2 separate regions of the Ovis aries genome follow, and region 1 is linked to region 2. A link is a contact called in public Hi-C data. All regions are on one chromosome and are shown on one strand. The core of a region is the stretch at or near the end of the contact, and the rest is flanking DNA. Distances in the headings are between cores, read along the strand shown. Region 1 holds the start of HIVEP2 (HIVEP zinc finger 2). Region 2 overlaps HIVEP2 (HIVEP zinc finger 2).

Region 1 (6,171 bases), core at 3,630-6,129, 59 kb before region 2:
CTTCTATTTCTCCTCTTAACTCAAGAGTCCAAGCTATAAAAAAGAGAATTAGAGCTGATCAGCAGATAGACAGGGAGTGGGTTAAGTTGTTATTTTCAGAAATTGCCAAAGTATAAGGATTTAGGTATCAATAAAAGACTTCCCTGGTTGCACTTCCCTGGTGGCTCAGTGGTAAAGAATCTGCCTGCCAATGCAGGAGATGTTGGTTCAATCCCTTGTGGGACAGATCCCCTGGAGGAGGAAATGGTGACTCACTCCAGTGTTCTTGCCTGGAAAACCCCATGGACAGAGGAGCCTGACGGGCTACAGTCTTCGGGGTCCCAAAGAGTTGGACACAACTGAGTGACTGAACAACAACAAACAACAAAAGACTTCACTGGATAAACTCAAGAAAAATACTTTTTTCCCCTAACACATCTTAAGGCTGATAATGGGAAACAGTTCTTTTCATATCTGGGCATACAGCCCAATGAATTTATATAGCATAGGTTTAACCCCAAATCTCTGTCCCCTCATCCTTACCCATTATTTATCTATCCTCCCAAACATGTCCATTTCCTTAGAATTGGAAATTGAGGTTTTCTCCTAAGAAACTACTCACGAGCTTTTGAAGAATGCAATGGTCCTTGATAGGCTCTCTGCCTTATTTTTCTCCTTTCTGCTGCCCTCCCCTCTTGTTCCCTCCCTTCAGGGCCTACTGAACTGTAGGGAGTTCAGAATTGTCAGAATCTGTGGTTAGAAGGGGATCTCCTTGTTGTTCGGATGAGGAAGTAGAGGCCTGGAGAGGGAAGGCAAGTCTCCCTTGAGCTCAAGGTCAGAGGGGGACCTATACTCTGGACTGCTGGAGCCACCCACTTCCCTCCTGCCTGAGAAGCCCAGATCATCATGGCGCTCCCTTCTCAGACCCTGAGCAGAGGCATCCTCGGTGGGTACCGAAGACCTCCTTTTGTTTTGCCTGTCTCTCATTTCATATTTCTCCACCCTTTCCCCCATAGCAGTCCTGCCCAAGCTTGACCTCTTTGTCTTATCCCCCTCCTCATATCATCCCCATCTTATGTTTTATCAAGATAAATCAGTCTGAGTCCTGAGGTAGCTGTCGCTTTGGAAAGGCAATTTAAAAAATAAATCTCTCATAAGAAGTTAATGACCTATTAAGAGCTTAGGATAGTAAGAGCTCACTGCTTGTATCTGGCTTGTAATGGAAGATTTCGATAGATGCAGAGACTTAACCCCAAGTAACGACTATTGGCAATGGCACCCCACTCCAGTACTCTTGCCTAGAAAATCCCATGGACGGCGGAGCCTGGTAGGCTGCAGTCCATGGGGTCGCTAGGAGTCGGACACGACTGAGTGACTTCACTTTGACTTTTCACTTTCATGCATTGGAGAAGGAAATGGCAACCCACTCCAGTGTTCTTGCCTGGAGAATCCCAGGGACGGGGGAGCCTGGTGGGCTGCCATCTATGAGATCGCACAGAGTCAGGCACGACTGAAGCAACTTAGCAGCAGCAGCAGCAGCAGCAATGACTGTTGAGTGAAGGAATTTCAGTTAAAATTTATTTTGGAGTGGCAGGAGCTGATGGAAAAGAGTAGAGTGGCAAAGGGCTAATGTGCGTTTCCCAGGTGGCGCTAGTGGGAAAGAATCCTCCTGCCAGCATAGGAGACACAAGAGATGTGGTTTGATCCCTGGGTCAGGAAGATCCCCTGGAGAAAAGAATGGCAACCCACTCCAGTATTCTTGCCTGGAGAGTTCCATGGAGAGAGGAGCCTGGCAGGTTACAGCCCATGGGGTTGCAAAGAGCTGGACACGACTGAGCGTCAGAGTACCAATGTGATGTAGGTAAATTATTAGTGAGGTATTGTTAAGCCTCTGTTTTCCCTGTATCTAAGGTGCATTTGGATTTCAGTAATCCTGGTACTGACTGTTTCCTAATCTGAGTTTTTGTACTTTATTAAGAAGGTTTTCCATGAGAAGCCTCTGAACCCATTTTCCTTAGGAAAAAGACCAGATGTTCATATTCCCTGAGTGCTCTCAAGAATAAAGAAGTTAGTCTTCCTAGCAGCATGGACTGCTGAAATGCACAGTACTCTTCCAGAAACTGTGATCAATGATTGGTTCTGGTGCAAGGACTTGACTAGTAAGCCTGCCTGAGCTATCTGGGAAGGTCTTTTCCTACTGAGGTTGCTAACCCAGGAAAACAGTCACTTGGGACTACAGCCAGCACACCGCAGAGTGCTGGTCTGAAGAGGGAAATGAAACAGAGAGACAAAAAGAGCGGAGAGAGGGGAAATGACTGAACCAGGGTAACATCATCTGAGCCTCAGGGTCCCACTGAATTGGAATTTAGTCCTTGATATTCTGGTTGTCTGAATCAATAAAGTCCCTTTAATTAAGCTAGTTTGAGTTGAGGATTGCAACTTGCCAACTGCAAGAGTCCTGATAAACAACACAGCCTTGCCTGATTCTGGAAGCTGTCTGTATAATGGCTCCTGGTACCCAGTTCCTACCTGACTGGGTGTATCAGTCACTGTGCTTTGTGGCAGTACATCTTGAGATTTAGAATGGATGAGGATCAAAAACTTATTGAAATGCAGATTCCTGGCCACAAAATTTCAGATTAAGTGGGATTGGGTGGTAACACAATAAATCTGCCCTTTGTCAAGCTTTTTTTTTTCTGAATGAGAAAAGTCCTGACAGTGGCCTGGGAGGCTGTTTCATTCACAGGCAGTTGCATTCTGTTCCTGTCACACTGTTTCCCTTAAGTCCACAAACATGCCAGGCCTGCTCCAGTCTTAGAACTTAATCTTAGCTGGTCCCTCTACCTGCAACATTCTTTACTCCAGATATATCCACTGCTAAATCATTTCCTTTTCAAGCCTCAGCAGAAATGTCACTTCTCAGTGAGTCCCATTCTGATCTTCCTATTTAATACTGAAACATGACACCTCCCACCCCATCCTTTACCCTATTTTTGTTTTTGCTTGTAATCTTCCAAAGTTCTCTACCATTTATATGTTAGGGCTGTTTTATATCCTGTTCCTCTTCCATCTCCTTTCCCCCTCCTAGAATACAAGTTCCAAGAGAGCAGAGATTTTTTTTGTGAGTTCACTGATCCTAAGTGTCTTCAGCATGTAGTAGGCACTCAATAAATATTTTTTGAATGAAGTGCTTTCAGGGACTTCCCTGGTGGTCCAGTGGTTAAGACCCTTCGCTCCTAATGCTGGGGGTCCAGGTTTTGATCCCTGGTTGGGGAACTAGATCCCACGTGCTGCAACTAAGAACCAGTGCAGTGAAAGTTAAAAAAAAAAGCGCTTTCAGTTTGAAGTGATTTCTGACTCTGAAAAAAAAAACTTACTGCCATGCGGCATTATTTTACTTTCTTAATATCTTATAATCCAGATTACCAAATTTTCCTTTCCTTTGAACCTGAGAAGTAAGAAGAAAGACAAGGAATGAAAAGAAAGTTCCTACCTTGTTGTAATGCTCCATGTGGGTTTCCAGGCAGGGTCAAGCTCTGCCCTAGCCAACCTCACTTAACTATAGCACTCCTCAGGGCTGAGTGCATAGTTTACCAAGGCCAGTTTTGGTTTTGACTTTGAAGTTCTCTGGGGAGAGGAATTTTTGTGTTACCATATCGCCCTTAAATAGAAGTAACTAGACAGACATGTCTTAGAATTAGCAGCTGGAGACAGGGATGCTTTTACTTAAAGACAGTGATTCTTCCTACCAGAGGGGATGTCACCTAGTGTACACATATTCATAAGTATTTTTACTTGTGCTTAAACTCAGTTCAGGCTATCATCTTTAGTATCTGATGATCTTGGGACAAAAGCTGGACTAAAGACTATCTTTAGGGGTCCACTTAGGTCATCAAAACTCATGTCTATTTGCTTTAAAAAAAGTAAACTAATTACCTAAGTATCCTAATATTCCCATTATACCACTTAATCTAGTCCTTTAAAACAGACTTTTAAGATTTCAACTAACATTTATTCTTGTGAAGCAAGACACTGCTTGCTACTTTCCTTGCTTAGCTTCTGGGAGCTTGGGCAGCTGTTATTGTGTGTGAAAGAAATTTGGATTCTTAAAGAAACTGCTTAATCTTCTCTATTAAGCAATTAAATAAAATGGGTTCTGGGAGTATGTAGCAGGTGGGTTTGACAGCGAAAAATATTTTCAAAACTCACGTTTTGCTTAATAAACGGATGTCTAAAAATGCAATAGCATACATTTAAGAGAAAATGATGATCGGGAGTTTTTATTAAGTGCTTCAAGTTAAGTCAAGAGAGGCAGAACGATAAAAAAACTTATACAATGAAAGGAGAAGCCGCTTCAGTGGAAGTAGGCCCTGAATTTAAATGAGCTCACTCTCAAAGGACACAGTGAAACTTTTAAAAATCATTCAGATTTTTCTCCTTTAAAAAAATATCGATAAAAAATGTATCACCTCTTGACGGTGCAGAAGCGGCCCTCAGGGCTATGTCGCCCTTGCACCGGAACCTCAGAAATACACTGATTATACGTCGAAATGAAAAACAAAACAAAACAGAAACGAAACCGGCAGTGCTATTCTTGCAGTCATTAAAGGGGCTGTCCTATTAATGCACTCTCTTTTAATGAAAAGGGAAGGGAATATTTGATATGCCTTGACATTTGGTCCCTTTCCGCGAAATCTGAAACTTGAGACGCAAAACAGTCCGCAGTTGTCGGTGAAATACCTGCCTTAAAAGCAGAACCACAGTGAATGTATTTGGCTCGGAATTCCAGAGACTAATTTCCACCCCTCCCACGGAGTCACCTGCTCAGGGGGAACCCCGGCCAGAAATCCGGGTCGCGCCAGGTCAAATCTTGCGCGTCTCTTGTTTACTCTGCCCGGGGCAGGGCGGCGGCGCGGCCGCGGGGTGGGGAGGGCGGCTGGGGCCCGCGGCGCCCGGGCACTCGGCTCCCCTCGGCCGCCCGGGAGGGGCGGCGCGCGGTCCCCGCCCGGTACGGAGACCACCCGGAGGAGGCGCTCGGGGCATCCGCCCGGCCCGACGGCCTCTTGCGGCTCTCCGGCCGCCGCGGCCTCCCGGGAACCTCCCCCTCTAGGGTGTACATGAGTCCACACGGGCAGGCTAGCGGCTCGAGGGAGCCCCGGCGTCCCCCGGGGTGTCGCCGGGCCGGGGAGGAAGCCCAGCGTCCCGGCGCCTACTCGCCTGGGATTCCCCCGCCCCATGGCCCCGCTCTCCCCGAGCTGCGTGTGATTTCACTCGCGTCCCTTCGGAGGAAGGGACTCGCGCAGGCTGGGGGCGGCCGCTCGCCCCAGGTCCCAGCTCGGCCCACCAGGAAGCCGGCAGCTGCTCCCTGCGCCGCTGCCCCAGCCGATTTGAATACCCCGGCGGGGCGGGCCGCGTTCCCCGAACTGGGTGCGCCCTGGGCGCCCTGGTGAGTGACCTCAGGGAAGGCAGTTGGGGCATTTAGGGCGCCAGAAAAGTTCGTGCTTCCGCGGGGGTGGGGGTGGGGGTGCAACAAAAGTGCTACTAAAACACTTTGCAAAGCTCCAGAAACGCAGCCAGCCAGCTACAGTCTGATTTTGTTTTTCTTGACCGATAACAAATGTGAGTAGCAGAGGCGGGGTGAGGGAAAGGGATCAGAGGATGGAACCGGCCAGAATCGTCCAAGACAATACTCATTATTCTGTAATGCCGTGCGTGTTCAAGACCGGGAACCAGCATCTGGGAAATGGGGAAGATGGGGGTGGGGAGAGGAGGTTTCCATATCCCTATAGGAAATTCTCAGGCTCCGAGAGACGCCCAAGTTTTTTTTCTGCAAGACAAGTAGAGACCAGCCCTCCGGGGGAGATCCCTGATCCGAGCGAGCGAGAGCGCGGCCGCGGTTTTCCCGCCCGGAGCGGCCGCGCGGGGGCCCGGCCCTGCCCTAGCGGTCGCCTCCCTGCCCGGTCGCCCCGCGAGCCGCTCAACCCACTCCGCTCGCCGGCTCCAGACTGGTTTTTCTGGTTCAGCCTCCCTCCCTGGGACGCGCTGGGGGATCCGATGACGTCGCTGGCTGAGTCTCTCCCTCTTCCTCCCTCCCTCTCTCCGCCTCTCCCCCCCGCCCGCCCTCGCCGCGCACTCCTCCTAGTAACTTCTGTTCGGGGAGGCGCTGCCAGGAATAACCCGGTGCGTCCACAG
Region 2 (6,798 bases), core at 150-2,649:
CGAACTCAGGTCTCCCACATTGCAGGTGGATTCTTTACCAGCTGGGCCACAAGGGAAGCCCATTTTTCTCCTGATTATCAGTGAATCATCAAGGACAACCTTCAGTCTCCAAGATGATGAGCACTGCTGCCTGGGGTTGTTGTGAAGATTACATGAGATCTGAACTCTGGTTGCCAGAATTGCTGGGTTCAAGTTATTGCTCTGCAACTACCTATCTTTATGCCTTTGGGCAAGTTAATGTGGCTTAGTTTCTTTGACTGTAACATAGGATAATGACAGTGCGTACCTCTAGAAATGTTGCCAGGAATACATAAGTTAGTAAATGTAAAGCATTTAGGACTGTGCAATCCACGTGGTAGACATTAAACAAATGTTATTCTGAAACATAACATCTGTTGTCATTCTCTTGTTCAGAGCACCTATATTTTTTAAAATCATTATTCAAAATAGGGATATACATATGATTTTATAAAGTAATATTTGTCTTGAGCTTTAGTCAATGAAATTATTGAACACCTATCCCTAAGACACTTCAAGTTCTATTGCGACAAGTAAAACATGACCCTGTACCCCAGCCACTCCGGCCTTGGGAAGTTATCCTGTCGACTGGTTTTCTCTGCGCTATGTTGGAGAGCAGCATAGATGTTAATTGAAACTATGTTTTATAGCATAAGTAAAAGGCAGTGCATGAAGGACAGAAGGGAATACTAATAATAGATCATACCTTAGTGTATTTCTCAGCATAGCAGATCATCCTGGTATTCTTCCAGAGAAAGATAGAGTAAAATGGACAGAACAGAGATAGGTCATCAGAAAAACTGGATATTCAAGTGCTAAGTATGCTTTTTCCTGACTATGTGACTGTGAGCAGTTGACTTAACCTGTGTCTCTCTTTCTTCACCTAAGAAACCGGCACGTAGCCACCTTGCTGAGTATCTTGATTAATTGAGCCAATGCTTGTGAACTATGAGATGTTGGGCATTTGTATTTTTGCATGATTTATATTATATAGAGGTTGTGGATTTCTAAAGATCAATGGCTCAGAAACAACCACTTAGAATAATGTAGTTTTAATAGGATTACAGAGAACTTTATTATTCTCTGTAGAATTACCTGTTGATCAATAATAGGTGGGTGACTTGCTGCAGAAGTCAGATCCTGCTCCCCCCCAAAAAATAATCACAGCTGGAAGATGAAATGGGACAGAGAGGTTATGTGGCTGACCTAAGGGAATAGTTCACAAGCTGTGGAATAAAAACTGACTGAGAGGATCCTTCCCCTCCTCTTTCCACACTGCTCCCCAACTATTTCTCAGTTGGATGGAAGGAGTACAGGCTTTGAAGTCAGACCTGAGTTAAAATCCCTGCTGTGTCACTTACTAGTTATGACTCAGGCTGGTTACGAAACCTCTGAGCCTCACGTCCGTCATCGGCACAGGGGTTAGCATCACTTGCCTGGCAGAGTTGTGGGCAACAGAGATTACATCTGTAAGCTACCTGCCCGACAGCTAGCTGATACGTTATTTTTCTCATGATTATACATGGCCAGATTTCAAGGCAACTTGAATTACACCCTTGCTGAATAGGAATACTAATGCAACTAATAATAGCAACTGTTTAACTGAAGGGTTCCATGTGCCAGGCACAAGTCCAAGTACACTACGCCTATGAGTATCTTATTTAATCTCCAAACCAGCCTGATGATATGAGTATTACTGTTATTGCCACTGAAGCTTCATACGTGTAGCTAGCATGCCCAAGGTCACCCAGTGAGTTGGTGGGGGAGCAGGTTTCCAAATCTGTGCACTTGTGACTCTGGATCCCACTTTCCTCGTTACTGGATTATTCCTGTTCCTCCCTGGCCAGTTTAGGGATGTAGGACAGAGAATGAAGGGACTAGTTGTTTCAGGAGAATTGTTTTATGAGTTGGGTGAGTGTTTGCTTTCGCAGTCTTCATTCAAATAGACACTATTGGAAGAGACCAGCACTCACCTAACACGTAAATCACGTAACTTGTGAGAGTGTTCCAAAGTCTCGTACAGCACCGCTTTCCTTCTTTGTACTGTTTTATACTTGTCAGGATTGTCGTGAGCATTTAGGGGGATGATAACTGGAGAGCCCAGTCCTGGCAGACATCTCCAGCTCTAATCTCTGGGCCCCCCTCTCTTCTTAAGTAGCAGTCTGGCACTGAGGACAGATCCTTGGGGAATGCCTGCTTTCTTTTTCTACATTAAACCAGTGGAGTTCTCTGTTATTTAGCACTCCCATGATGTTATATCACAGGACATTACTACTGATCCCCTTGAAAGTGCAATAAAACATTTGCTCACATACCTTCTCGTTGAACATACTTCTGATCAACTACCTTAGCTGAAGACAGGCACATCTCATTGGTCTTTTCATTGATTTGCGTCCTGTGTCTGGATATGTGCATGCAGAGCGCAGTCCCTTTAAGAACCACTAGCCCTCAGCAAAAAATAACCTAGAGCAGCTCAGGTTACTTACTGCTGGGCTCCAGAGACTCTTCAGGGGGTCAGGTTGCTTTTTTCTCTGGCACCTGCCTCAGCAGGGATGTAGGAAGAAGTTGCTTTATTCCAGCAGAGAAGTTCTGGGTGGATCTGGGCACTGGAGTCCTTACCTCCAGCTTCTGGATGTGACCCTGCCTTCATGGTAGCAAGGTTTTGATTGGGCCATTTAAATGGCATTCAATTAAGTGACCCTGTCCCTGGACCTGGACGTAAGAGCCTGACTTTCCTATCAACTGTGGATTTTATATTGTTTCTTTGAAAAATGAAAATGACATCAAAAGCCATCAGATGGGAATGCATCTCCTGTCCGCAAATCCAAAGCGTGGCCGTGCATTGAAGGGAGGTCGTGGGAGGACACGCCCTTTTCTCCAGAAGCCCTGTCTGTCTCACCAGCCTTTCTTGAAAGGAATGTTTTTACTGGCTGTCCATAAGCTCAGGAAACGAAGACTGTACCAGGCCTAAGGCTCTGTAAAGATAAATGTACAAACAAATGGAATGAACTCCTCAATTGTGAAAAGCAGGGGGAGCTCCTTAGAGGCGGTACAGTATGGGATGAGGCAAAGAACCAGCCAGGACTTAGACCATCTGGGGCCTTGTCTCAGCCACGCCGCTGAATTCGCTGAGTTGCAGAATAATAAAATTTTGTCAGTTAAGTGGTATCTGTGAGTGACTCACAGTCTTTACTTTTCCTAGAAGGAAAGTGCGTCTCAGAGCATTTGGGTGATTTACCTAAAGTCACTCAGCTGCTTGGTAATAGATCTCAACCCGCAGCCCAAGTACATATATCATTGCTCTTCATCATGCTACACAGACATTGTAAAGAGTCAAGTTCTCTCCACATCCCCATTTCCTTATCTGGAAATGGGAATTCTCCTACCTAGCATGCCTTCTTTGTAGGGTATTATAAGGCTCTGCTAAATGATTGTGGATAGAAACACGGTTAAAGACTATTCAGTGATATGTTTATATTGATATCAATTAAAAGTAAATTATAGGGAATTTCTGGAGGTCCAGTGGTTAAAACTTCACCTTCCAATGCAGGGGGCACAGATTATCTTTCTGGTTAGGAGCTGAGATCCCACATGACTCGTGGTCAAAAAGCCAGAACGTGAAAAAATAACAGAAGCAATATTGTTAACAAATTTGATAAAGACTTTAATAATGGTCCACACAAAAAAATACTTTAAAAATAGTAAATTATATATTTATATGCACACACATATATGATGATGAGATGTATGTATGATGTGATACCTCATATTTTGTTAAAATTCGTCATGTGGGAGATATTAACAAAAATCTGGATTCTTCTTTGGAAATTTGAAGCACCATGAAGTTCCAGACATATGGTGAAAGTTCTATACTTCGAGTTATTAACCTGACAGTTTTACCTACTAGCATTACCATTACTTTAACTTTCTGAGAAATGGGAATAATAAAATTCTCTGGCTATCTTCAGTTCAGTTCAGTGGCTCAATCTTGTCCAACTATTTGTAACCCCATGGACTGCAGTGCGCCAGGCCTCCCTGTCCATCACCAACTCCTGGAGTTTACTTAGACTCATGTTCATTGAGTTGGCGATGCCATCTAACCATCACTTCCTCTGTTGTCCCCTTCTCCTCCTGCCTTCAATCTTTCCCAGCATCAGGGTCTTTTCAAATGAGTCAACTCTTCGCATGAGGTGGACGAAGGATTGGAGCTTCAGCTTCTGAATCAGTCCTTCCAATGAATATTCAGGACTGATTTCCTTTAGGATGGACTGGTTGGATCTCCTTGCAGTCCAAGGGACTCTCAAGAGTCTTCTCCACCACCACAATTCAAAAGCATCAATTCTTCGGCACTCAGCTTTCTTTGTAGTCCAACTCTCACATCCATACATGACCACTGGAAAAACCATAGCCTTGACTAGACGGACCTTTGTTGGTAAAGTAATGTCTCTGCTTTTGAATATGCTATCTAGGTTGGTCATAACTTTTCTTCCAAGGAGCAAGCATCTTTTAATTTCATGGCTGCAGTCACCATCTGCAGTGATTTTGGAGCCCCCCAAAATAAAGCCTGACACTGTTTCCACTGTTTCTCCATCTATTTCCCATGAAGTGATGGGATGAGATGCTATGATCTTCGTTTTCTGAATGTTGAGTTTTAAGTCAACTTTTTCACTCTCCTCTTTCACTTTCTTCAAGAGGCTCTTTAGTTCTTCTTTGCTTTCTGGCTATCTTAAGTTGTCTTAAAGATAACTTTATGAATATATGTGAAAGTACTTGTTGAACTGTAAAGCACAGAAACGAATGATTATTGCCAAATATTGCTGAGGCCCACAAAGCCTGTCCAGAGAGCACATGAGGTATGATCAAGGAGATAAGTCATATATTCAAAAGCAGATTTCAGCATTATCTGAACTTGGTGTCAGATAAAAACTTTATAGATAATGATTGCAATGAATTAATAAGTATTATTGTACCTTCCAAATGGAAGTGTAGTCATCCATTAATCATTACTCTTTTCCCATAGATATTTGCCCAGTTTGTCAAGACATCCATAGTGTTTCATATTTATAGGATATTAACTATTGTAATAATATAGAAGGTAGAGATTTAAATGTTTTTTATACAACTTTCTCAGTTACACTGTTTGCTTTAATATTTATGTCTGATTTATCTCATTTGATTATTAAAGAATATTTGTGGGTTGTAATTAATATTATCATTATCTGATGAATGAGAGGCCAAAAGATTTTCCCAAGACCTCATGGAATGTGAATGGAAGATCTGGGATTTGAAGCAATGTCTTCTGATCCCAAATTCTATGTACTCATAACTTGTCTCCTTGTGTTGTGTTGGGGGTTCTATTTTGTAGACTGTATTCTTCATTGGTTTCTTTCACTGATACAGTCATTCATTCAGCATGAATATTCTATGTGGAACTCTTGTCATATTATCTCCTACTCCAGGACTAAATTTCTTTGGGGAAACAGTTTGTTATATATCTGATTCCTTTAACTGAAGGAGAAGTAGTGACATAGATGCTTGAACCTTGCATAAATACTGATTTGAATAGGGAAGGGAGGATACAGGTCCTTAAATGGGGAAACCCTGATGTCAAAGTCAAAATAAATCTTTGCTTTCCAGTGAGGGAACATTTCATGCAAAGATGGGCTCGATAAAGGACAGAAATGGTATGGACCTAACAGAAGCAGAAGATATTAAGAAGAAGTGGCAAGAATACACAGAAGAACTGTACAAAAAAGATCTTCATGACCCAGATAATCACGATGGAGTGATCACTCATCTAGAGCCAGACATCCTGGAATGTGAAGTCAAGTGGGCCTTAGAAAGCATCACTACGAACAAAGCTAGTGGAGGTGATGGAATTCCAGTTGAGCTCTTTCAAATCCTGAAAGATGATGCTGTGAAAGTGCTGCACTCAATAAGTCAGCACATTTGGAAAACTCAGCAGTGGCCACAGGACTGGAAAAGGTCAGTTTTCTTTCCAGTCCCAAAGAAGGGCAATGCCAAAGAATGCTCAAACTACCGCACAATTGCATTCATCTCACACACTAGTAAAGTAATGCTCAAAATTCTCCAAGCCAGGCTTCAGCAATACATGAACCGTGAACTTCCTGATGTTCAAGCTGGTTTTATAAAAGGCAGAGGAACCAGAGATCAAATTGCCAACATCCGCTGGATCATGGAAAAAGCAAGAGAGTTCCAGAAAAACATCTATTTCTGCTTTATTGACTATGCCAAAGCCTTTGACTATGTGGATCCCAATAAACTGTGGAAAATTCTGAAAGAGATGGGAATATCAGACCACCTGACCTGCCTCTTGAGAAATCTATATGCAGGTCAGGAAGCAACAGTTAGAACTGGACATGGAACAACAGACTGGTTCCAAATAGGAAAAGGAGTATGTCAAGGCTGTATATTGTCACCCTGCTTATTTAACTTCTATGCAGAGTACATCATGAGAAATGTTGGAGTGGAAGAAACACAAGCTGAAATCAGGATTGCTGGGAGAAGTATCAATCACCTCAGATATGCAGATGACACCACCCTTATGGCAGAAAGTGAAGAGACTAAAAAGCCTCTCGATGAAAGTGAAAGAGGAGAGTGAAAAAGTTGGTTTAAAGCTCAACATTCAGAAAACGAAGATCATGGCATCTGGTCCCGTCACTTCATGGGAAATAGATGGGGAAACAGTGGAAACAGTGTCAGACTTTATTTTTGGGGCTCCAAAATCACTGCAGATGGTGATTGAAGCCATGAAATTAA

Evidence for each region. A called contact is a pair of places that touch in the nucleus more often than the background predicts.
Region 1: a contact with region 2 is called in a Hi-C map of muscle, with 6 times the contacts expected there. The contact joins the promoter of HIVEP2 here to the enhancer-like site in region 2. A contact is called at or near these places in 3 of 16 Hi-C or Micro-C datasets (muscle, skin fibroblasts and tail adipose tissue).

The regions. Positions count from the first base shown.
Region 1 is chr8:67,606,871-67,613,041 of ARS-UI_Ramb_v3.0, reverse strand. It overlaps HIVEP2 (HIVEP zinc finger 2), which reads left to right and starts at 4,879. Exons shown (of 11, transcript XM_060419743.1): 1 at 4,879-5,425.
Region 2 is chr8:67,543,757-67,550,554 of ARS-UI_Ramb_v3.0, reverse strand. All of the region lies in intron 2 of HIVEP2 (HIVEP zinc finger 2), which reads left to right. Among named protein-coding and RNA genes, the nearest start is that of HIVEP2, 61 kb to the left of the region's middle. Within about 2 kb of position 1,399, at least 7 of the 54 cell types and tissues checked have an H3K27ac peak or open chromatin away from gene starts, as enhancers often do. A contact at or near this core is called in muscle, where this site is marked.